Linked DNA regions of Xenopus laevis: region 2 is linked to region 1. The links are chromatin contacts, called in public Hi-C maps. All regions are on one chromosome and are shown on one strand. Each heading gives the region's core, a stretch centred on a gene start, on an enhancer-like site or on the middle of the called end of the contact. The rest is flanking DNA. Distances are from core to core; before and after follow the strand shown. Region 1 has its middle 13 kb from the start of krt9.1.L. Region 2 holds the start of krt34.L (keratin, type I cytoskeletal 19).

Region 1 (5,302 bases), core at 931-3,430:
AGGATGAAAGTAGATGAGAAAAAGAAAGATGATGAGAAAAAGAAAGATGATGAGAAAAGGACAGAGAATTCCCTAGAAAAGAAGGAGTTGTCACTTTTGTTTCGATTGAGAATATACTGTAACAAAGTTTTGCAGGACTGGTTCAGGTCTGGTTTGCAGATTTGGGACAGATTATCTCCACAGATGCACAATGGCAGCAATTGTCAAGACTGTTTGAAAAGATTAAAAAACAGAAAGAAGAAAGATGCTCAGAAATCTCTGAAGCATCAGGAACCATCTCATGCCGGGGTCTCTTCTGCTAACAACAGAAGTAAAGCCATGTCCTGTATATGTAACTTAGCTACAATCTTGGCATTATATTTCTTTTGGAAGAAAAAATAAAAGACCAAAAACCGGCATGGCAGGTGGGGGGCCCCAGTGCAAATTTCTCACTAGGGCCCACAGATCTACAATATTGCCACTGCCCCCAACATCAGCAAATCCATCAGATTGTAAAGTGCATTTGTGTAATGAAGAAGACACATTACTGATTCCAGATGGATCTGCATGGGAAGATTCATGTTTACAGTAAGGATCCCAGAGAAGGAATCCGTTTTATATCTTTATTTTTATATATAAAGAAATGTATATTTTATATTTGTATGTATATTTTTATAACTAATAAAACAAAACCAATAACATTGTGTTATTAATGAGAATTCTGTAAATGTGTGAAGATTGTTCCAGTTCATTCCCATTGTCCACAAAACTGGGAATTGATTAGAGTGCAAGCTGCATTGAGGCAGGGTCTGATCTAGGATGATGAGTAGTCTTAGTAAAATGGCCTGAAACCTCTTGGTGGTATTTAAGGAAAGAATACTAGAAATTCTGAATAATAATTCCATGGGGCAAATTCATTAATGGACGAATTTTCACCAGCGAACGATCCGCCACTTTGCCAGACAAAATTTTGCTACCACTGCGCTAATTCACTCAAATGCGAAGTTGCGTCTGGGCAGGTGAACGCTGGCGAAGGTCAGTTTGTATAGGGCGGGTACATATAGGTCGTAGGGACGTCTTTATTAGAGATGATAAATAAATTGCCACTTATTATTACAAATGTCCAAGGAAGCAAAATAAAGACAAAAGAGAACATCTCATTTCCTAAATATGAGCCCACCCTAAAACAAATGTGGCATGCCTCTGAAACGGTTGGGAAAAAAATGTGAACACAAAAATCTTTAATAGGACTTTATAAATAAAAAATCCGCTTTATAAATAAAAAAAACTCCAGCGTTTTTATGCGTTTCTGGCATCCTATCAGTTCACCTGGTCTGAGGTGTGAAGGAAACTCTGGAGAAAGAGGTAACAAATTTGCACTTCTTCCGAGTGAAAAATAGGGTGTGAAGCTGATGTAGCAACAGTCTACTTCGCTGCAGTCTATATACTGTACATTAAGGGACCCAGGACCAGCAGCACACTATTAGTAATATGAAACCTGATTTTCATTCACCAGCATGACACCCTTGAGCCTTATGGATAGTAACCTGAGACCTGTATATTAACCTGAGACTTTCATACGATAGTCCTTTTAGGTGTCATGTATTTTAGGTCCCCTCAAAGTTAGTTCTGGGGAGAATAGATGGTTAAGGAATGCCAAGGGGGTTTCAAACATGGTCCAGTAATCCCCTTTATAACTCTAATATACCTTCACCAACCTGAAGCCATACAGAAAGTAACCCCCACACAATATACAAGATTCCTGTACAATACAACAATTAAACTGAGATCTACAAATGTGTCTATGATACATCTACAATGTGTAGTAACCTGCAATGTATAGTAACCTGCAAGTTGTCTTCTGGAGAAAGATCTGGTTGACCTAAGGGCTCATGAGCGGAGTTGCAGTAAGGGATATTCTATCCTTACTATGTGAACTATGTTTTGGCTGTAGAGATTTTTCCATTGGTTTTTCTATTTATTTGGCTACATAAGTTACTGAGTATAAGGCTGAATACTCAGGTTTTAGTTGAGTTGAAATGTGGGGGTGCTCAGTGTCTACCCATATGTCCATAAAGCTGGTGCTAAAACATGGCTTTTGGAAACTCTCGGACATTGCTTTCATAATCAAGCAAAAGAGTCCTGCAGTTTGCTCATCCATCCCTAGGAGGAGACCTCAGTTAGGTAAAAAGCCTCTCTTGATGAAACCATAAACAGATCCTGCTCACAAATGAGTCAGTACAATTGGAATGTAAGGGCTCAGATCATGAACTCTCTAGTTCAATGCATGGATTTTAGGGAGATTTATTAGACCATGGCACTGTTACATTCACCTCTGCCTTTTGGAATGTTTAGGATTCCAAAGTTGTAGTGTGCATCTATGAAATCCTACCAACCCCCATGTTATTTATAGTGGGATTCAAGCGAAGGTGGATCAAGGGAGGACAAACGGAGGAGCAAATGTATAATCCACTACACTAATGTAAAATCATTTTTTTTGCACTTTGCACTCTGTCCGTGCGCAGGCAGGAACTGGAAGAATTAACCCTTGCTACGCTAAGAAAGCGGTGTTGCAATCGGGGTATCGACCCTGAAGGGAAGAAAAAGACAGAAATCATTGCTTTACTACTACCACTCCTACCTTCAGATGCAGAGACTGTTACATCTGAGGGTGCAGTTGCTAGGGGAACCCGAAATGGTCCAGGGGCCACCCATTAATCCTACCCTGGATCGGGTTGGAGAGATGTTTAAACAAAGGCTGGAGTTATTCAGTGAGGAGCTTAATGATGGAGCTGATGAGGATGGAACAGGAGGAGGAGGTAGCCCGTGAAAGATCTAATTTAGGGGAGCAGAGCAGGCTATCAGTGTCTTCAGTGGAGAGTCAGGCCTGAGACATTCTAAAGTTAGCCACGGCTTTCCCTACCTTTCAAGAAGGGCAGGACAGCATTGATGCCTTTCTAGAGACATTTGAGATTATGCGCGGGGCCCACGACATCACAGAAGAGGATTGGCCCCGTATCCTGTCTGGCAAACTAACAGGAAGGGCCAGCGCCACATTCTGGGCTATGAGGAGATTAAAGGAAATCTATACCCCCCAAACAATGTAGGTCTCTATAAAAAGATATTGCATAAAACAGCTCATATGTAAAACTCTGCTTCGTGTAAATAAACCATTTTCAAAAGATTATAATTTTCAAGTAGTATGTGTCATTGGGTAAGCCTAAATAGAAAATTGCCATTTTAAAAAATAAGGGCCGCCCCCTAGGATCGTAGGATTCACGGTACACACAAACAAACCACACAGTTAGGTCACATGAGCCAATTAACAATTAAGTTTGGAAATAAATTGTCAAGGGCCCTTGACCAGTGGATTAAAGGGACTAGGGCCGAAACCATGAAGGATTTAAGGCAATTATGCCTTTTTGGAGAGGTGCCCCCTAGGAGTTCAGGAGTGAGTTATGGACCATGAGCCACATACGGTAGAAGAAGCTGCCCAGTTGGCCGACAAGTATACAGAGACCAGGACCCCCACCAAGAGGGCAACCCAAGCACAAAGTACAACAGGTGCCAAGGCTAGAGAGTTACCAGGCTCTCAACAACGTTCCTCTATCACCACTTCCACACCCCGCCAACCGCTACCAGGGGCTGGGTCACTTTCAAGCTACTTGCCCTCTTAAAAGAAGGGTTGCTTGTTCTGCAGGGCCCCCTAAATTGACTCCTGCTTGACCCGTTGCCACTATTCAGAAGGAGAGCACAGAGTGTGACCCGGTCCAAATCAACCTCAGTGAGACCCCTGAATTTGCGGTAATGCAGATTCATTGGGCAGATCAGTTAAAGAGAAGATGTCATGTGGTGTCAGTGAAAGTAGATGGAAACCGTGTAGAAGGTTTTCTGGATTCTGGTGCCTTTTATAACTTTGGCAGAGCCTCATGTGATCACACTCAATCGCATTGTTCTTGGGAAAATGGCCCGGGTGATCCTGGCTGGAGGACACATGAGAGAGGTTCCAATTGCACAAGTGACTCTGGACTGGGGAGAAGGAGGTAAGCGGGCAGACAGATGTGACCATTTTGACATAGGAGACTGGCAGGATTTTAGGGCTGAACAAGCAGCATACCCTACACTGCAGACATTATGAGATAGAACTCTCCCTGGAATGGAGGGCTCTGATGCAGGGGAACAAATAGTGCAAGAGAATGGAATGTATTATAGAGTCCTCAAAAACTCTAGGGGGCGACAAAGGGAAGCATGCCGTCAGTTGTTGGTGCCATCCCTAATTCCCCTTTTGTAATATGTCATCTCCCCCCCCAATTCTGTAGTAGTTCCACTTACCTGAATCCTGAACGGAAATAACTGCCATCCATACCTGAGCCCTCAAGTTATCTTCCCTGGCAACTTTCATCCAATCAGAGCTTCCCTGGGAGTGATGTCATACTGAGCTAAGTCATGGCATCGCAGGCACTGGCAGCCAATCACATGCTCAGGTACATATGTGACATGTGACCAGTCAAACTTGTGCTTAATGAAACAGAATCAACCCCAAACCTAAGCAGCTTTAGAACCAGGGCCATCATCAAACTCATGGGGCCCCTGACTAGACTCCCCTATCTCCACTGATGGTTGTCCTGCTTAGATCTCCTCTGTCTGGTGACCTACCAGCTGTTAACTAAACTACAGCTCAGCTACTGCTTGTCACAGGGAATGCTGGGACTTGTAGTTTGGCAATGGCTGGACAACTACAAGTATCATCACCAAGTTAGTCAGAAGTATTCTATTAGGAATTAGATTTTTTATTTGACAGCTCTGTATGTTTTTCTTTTAATAGGCTTCATGTTGCTATGGCTCTCACCTCATAGCAACCAGGGAATGGCTTTAATAGTCGTAGCTAGGCGTAGTATCCTTGGAAGTTTGCAGGTTTCCAGTTTATATGCAGCTGTGATCACATGGCTAGAGACTGGGATTAGACTTGCAGCCACTGCATTTGCATTTTGATTCTCAGAGTCACTGGCCCCCAGTTTCCCTCAGTGCACTCTCATGTCTATATTTAGGGCTGTTGGTATTTGATGGGATGTACACTGGGCCCTCTTTTCTCCTGGGACTCCCGAGGGTCTGTTTCCTCTATTAACCCTCCTGCCAGTAACATACAGCTTTGGGGTAATGGCAAAGAGGGTGGTTCTGTATCAGCCAATCACATGTGAGCTACATGTGACACAGAACCAAGGCCATCATCATATCTCATGGGGTCCCTGATTGGACTTCCCCCATTCCTACTCATCATGGCCTTGCTACACCTCAGCTACTGGTTATTATAAAGACACGTGTT
Region 2 (5,302 bases), core at 780-3,279, 48 kb after region 1:
TAGAGGGAGATGTTTCTATATTAATACACTCTGTAGACACTGAAATGCCAGTTTCACTGTTTCCAGGAAAAGGAATATTTGGGAGCAACGCCAGGTCCAATCTCTCTCTCTCTCAGATTATTTTATTCCCCTTTACCTCAGCATGATTCTTCTTCAGGAAGGTCAGTTCCTCGTTCAGATTTTGTCGCTGTATTTCTTGGTCATTGTTGCCCAGGTTGAGTTCCTCCAGGACTCGGCGAAGGCCATTCATATCTCCCTCAACCCCCATGCGGAAAGCAGCTTCACTTTCAAATCTATGAGAACATTTCAGCTCAGAGGAGTAATCAATGTTAAAAATGTCTTCTGCTTAGATTTGGAAATGTGGGGAACTGCTTTGTTTTATCAATAAAATGTTTGTTTTATTGGCATTTGGGTTTGCAACAATATTCTGAAAGTTATGAAGGAATGAGTGTTCCCAAAGAAGGAGCTAGGGCTTTCTGGGAACCCCATCGATGTATTTGTATACTTTCAGTTCCTATCATCAACATAAACAGTACATACTTGCCGCGCTAGGTGGTGTGAAGGCTTAGAGAAAAGTATAATTTTGACCATTTTTATGTACAAAGAGTCCAAAAAGTTAAATAGAGGTATGGAGATTGGCTAGTGAAGATGAGTTTCTTTACTACCATCCCTTTTAAAAAAAATCACCCGGACATGATGACTCCCATCTCTTGGTTTCAAGTCATATCTAGAAAACATCTATGTGAATAGGTATTATACCCCTTATAACTATGCCGTAAGACAAGAAAGTTGAGGATTGCTCTCCTTACAAAAAAAAGAATTGGATAACTTTTAAACATATGAAATAGTACAAATACATTGGAAGATGTAGGAACATCAGTGTGTCTTTTAGGAATATTTACCTTAAACAGCAAAGTCAATTCATATACCATAATATGGTGTTATAATAGAATGCAGTAAAAAAGACTTACTTGTTTCTGAAATCATCAGAGGTCAGTCTGGCATTATCAATCTGCAGGATTAGGTTGCCATTTCCAGAACTTGCATTTAGAATCTGGAATAAGTAAAAGTGTGGTGACACAAAACATGAGATTTCTGTTTGTACAGATATGAAATATATTATCTGCTTCAGATTTTCAGATATGGGCTCTTTCCATAATGTTTATACTATTTTATCTGAGATGCAATCAGACACAGGGTATTGGCTTGTTATGAATTAGCGAAGATAAATTAGTCATAGTGAAGAATTTTTGGTTTAAATAGAATTCTATGGGTAGTTGCATTGCCGTATTTCAATGCTTTTGGGATAATGGACCCAATACCAGTACAATTTAATATCATCATGTTCCAGTTTAGGTAATTAGGAAATTATCGAAAGCCAATGTCACTTTAGTTGGAAATGGTAGGGTGCAGGAAAGGATAGACTAAAGAGAAAGGCACAGCATAAAGTACAAATGTTTAGGCACTGGCACAACAATCAAAGAGCTTCCATGCACTTATATAGTTTAAAACTTCTGAGTACCACACATAAACGTTGTCTAATAATATGCTGAATTCCCTACCATAAACTAATGTTAGGAAAGGTTTATGATAAAGTACCTTATTCTGAAGTTCTTCAATGGTCCTGAAATAGTTGTTGAAATCAGGAAAGGAGTATGGAACCTGTCTGTCATACCATTCTCTAATCTTCCTCTCAAGCTGGCCGTTTTCCTCTTCCAAAGAGCGGACTCTGCCTAGATAGTTTGCCAGTCGGTCATTCAGTTGTTGCATGGTTTCTTTCTCGCAGACATTCAGCATGCCTTCGTTTTTACCACCAATGCTTCCACCACCGATGCCACAATACCCTCCTAAGGAACTTCTGAGGCCTCCATAGCCTCTGCCTCCATGCATGCTAACACCACAGCAGCTGGACCCAGATGAAAATCTATGACTTTGCTTGACACTCATGGTGACTAGAAACCTCTAGGTTTGATGTATCCAACCAATTGCTCTTGCAACTCATCAGCTTGCCTTATGCCTTTTTATACACAGCTTTGGGTGTTGACAGTCTACAGTCTTGCTTGATAAGAAAACACGTAATATGCAGTTTTTGTATTAAAAGCCATAAAGCACTACCTATAAAATGTACCATTTTGTGTTACTAGTTGGGTTTCTGAGTATACTATTTTCTTTCTTTTATAAAAACTGACGCACACTCTTTTACATTTTACAGTACATTATTCTTTTGGAATCTGCACACAAAGGCAATATTTAACCTACTCCTGAATATAATTATAGGGGATTGCTAGCCTTATATTATTTTATTTTTTTGCTGGGTTTGAAAAAAACATGTATCATAAAACCTTTTATATGACCCTGCAAAGTAAATTTTATTGTTTGGAGGTTTCAACTCCCAAAAGCTTGTCTGTATTTAAAATGATGCATGCTGTAATTAGTGGATTTATTTTACCATGACTGATAGCATAGGAAATACAAATACCTGTGGTGTTACTTCCCCTCGATTGTACATATCTATATTATTTGTGTAAATGTGCAGGGCCTGACTTTCTTTCATTATAACAAAGTTGAACTGATGCAAACCATGCATTCAATAATTTTCTTCTGTTTTAGTGTAATATCAATACTTTTTAATGACAGCCCATACCAATTTGAGTTTACCTCAGGTTCATGCTTTAAAATAAATGCAAAATGCTTCTGAGAAAACGTTGAGTCATGCACATCAAAATGTTTAGACCAAGGTTTCTTTCCAATTATGAAGCAGAAAAAGTAAGAAACCAGTGTGTTAGCAGAAATGTGGCATATTATACTTATTATGACTAGTTTTCCAGCTTTTATAGGCTTCCCACAAAATGACATTGCACAGGGCATGAGACGAAACTGCCATATGAATGACAAATGCCCCACAGTGTTGGCTATTGAAACAAAAATACTCTTAATGAATAAATGAAAGATATTGCCTTCCTAAAGTAAGTATTTAAAAAAAAACCCTGTGTACTTCATTTGTATTTGAAAAGTAAATGACTTGCACTTCATTGATTGAAAACAGATTAACATTTGTTGTTGCAATTGTGCTACTTTTTCAGTTGATCTAGTATCCATAACCTGGTCTTCTAAGGCCCACCAGGTAACCTGACTCTCTAGACTCACTCAAACAATTATTTATTATAGATAGCGCCAAACGGTAAATGTTTTTATATTATCCAAGGACCGTTTGCTGGGAATTCTCCTACACTGTGGTCCATGGAGAGAACCACTGGTACTCCTGTAGGCCTGACCAATGCTGCCTGCAGTAGATTAAAGCTACAATCTGATCATGTAGAAAAGAAAGTCATTTGTCTAACAGATCCCATTGGTTAATTACAGTTATCGAAAAATGTTTATAATCAATTAAAAAAAGGTATATACCAGCTCACGTTTTCTAGAATTCTGTAATTATTTTACATACACAGACATGGGACATATCAAGTCATACTCGTGTGACGAGACTATGGTGCGCTTTAGGGAGGACAGTAGCATTTCTATTAAGAGAATAGGAGGGATTATAATTAAATAAATATATATATATATATATATATATATATATATATATATATATATATATATATATGGCAGGTGGATTGGGGGGTCTGAATTCCCTACCCTTTTATTATGCTTGCCTGCCTAAGGCAGAACGGTAAGCAGCTGCTAACTGAGCAAGAGCATTGGATCACCATTCATTCCTTGTAAATAATGTATGTAACATGCACAATATGTATGTTCACTTTTAGTAAAGTTTCATTTTTCATTGTAAATTTGAAAAAACAACTTTCACTGTATATTTATATAAGCATTTCCCAGCTACAGCACATCTTCACCTTTTACTTATGGTAGGGTTACATTATCTCCCCTTTTGGACTGGGTTTTGCAAATAATTTCCAATTCACATTAACTGCATAGAGATACATATATACATGGCTGCATTCGTAGCACTGCTAATACATGTATTTTAAACAATGCTGGGAATGTATTTGGATTTATGGAGGGTGTTGCCCTGAAATTTCCTTTACAAGTATCACTTCCTGCTTCCTGCGCTTTTGTCATGCCAGCAATTTCCAGGGAATATTGCCATCTCTTCCCCAGAGCAGTCATTTCTACATTAAATACCCTACAATAGTCCCAGGCTACCTCGTCTTGTTGCATTTTTATAGTACTCAGCTAAGAAGTACTCTCCATATACCCAAATCAGCCTATAACATAGTAGTTTAAACCAACTAAGTACTGAATTGTGTATTGTTTGGAAGCCCTCGCAGGACATAATTTGTATCCAAATCAGATTTTTTTTGTAATGTGTCATACTTTATGCTTGTGTCAAGAGCATGGATTTAAGTCAAGTGTACTTAATGAAATGGGTTCATAGCTTAGCAGGGATATGGAACTGTAGAGCTTCTGTCTTCATTTGTGACAGGGGAGAAAAGGAAGTTTTCCTAAGAAGCTAGCCACATGAGTTGGTGAGAGTTATAATTTTACCCAAGTCTAACCTACCATATCAGCTGACCAAAATTCCTTACGTAAGTTAGAGGGGAAAATCAAAAGGAAATACATGTCCATTCACCTATTTCCATTTGACTGCAAGATTACCCATGGGAGACCCAAAGCAGCCCATATAGGTGCAGCATGAAGGCCATTCAGAACTATTATTTAATCCTCTATATATTCACTGCAGCCAAGACCAAAGGCAATTTAAAGTGAGATTTTAATAGTATATTCTGCCCTTAATATTATAGTAACTGTAGCAGTTAACAACTACTTTTTTTCTTTTAGGGTCAGAATTAAAACATCATAGTCCCAAAACATCATAGTCAAATGTATATCAAAAAATAATTAAAAAACAAATTGCAAAACCAAGAAAAATGTACAGACAGTGAGACAATGAAATGTTGCATTGATACCCTTTACAAGTCTCTTATATTTAGCATTTTATTGCTTTCAAGTTTGTTTCAGATTTGTCAAGTTGCCTCCTCTATGTTGCAGTATGTATATCAGCTGCTTCACACACATTATGCCTGTCAAGCTGCCAACAGCTACATAAATCTTTCTACTGTTGATGTTGTTTTAGGGCACTGAATACAGTAACCTAAGCCTCCCTGGATGCACAGTACAGTTCTTGGGTCACACCCAGTAATTATCTAATTGAACAGTTATAGAAGGTAATTCCTCTGCTTGTAAAACAGCTTTTAAACAACATCTTAAAATGTTTTTTACTTCAGTGCTTATGGCTCTGTTCCAGGTTTTCTCTACTAGAGGGAAAGTATTTTAAATCAAT

Evidence for each region. Hi-C and Micro-C count contacts between places; a contact is called where the count stands out from the background.
Region 2: a Hi-C map of the XTC cell line shows a contact between it and region 1, with 2.7 times the contacts expected there. The contact joins the promoter of krt34.L here to the enhancer-like site in region 1. A contact is called at or near these places in 3 of 4 Hi-C or Micro-C datasets (the XL177 cell line, the XTC cell line and animal cap).

Annotation. Positions count from the first base shown.
Region 1 is chr9_10L:1,108,946-1,114,247 of Xenopus_laevis_v10.1, forward strand. No RefSeq gene overlaps it. Among protein-coding and RNA genes, the nearest start is that of krt9.1.L, 13 kb to the left of the region's middle. Within about 2 kb of position 2,181, at least 1 of the 7 cell types and tissues checked has an H3K27ac peak or open chromatin away from gene starts, as enhancers often do.
Region 2 is chr9_10L:1,156,732-1,162,033 of Xenopus_laevis_v10.1, forward strand. It overlaps krt34.L (keratin, type I cytoskeletal 19), which reads right to left and starts at 2,030. Exons shown (of 7, transcript XM_041577496.1): 1 at 1,600-2,030; 2 at 972-1,054; 3 at 137-293. The coding sequence starts at 1,947.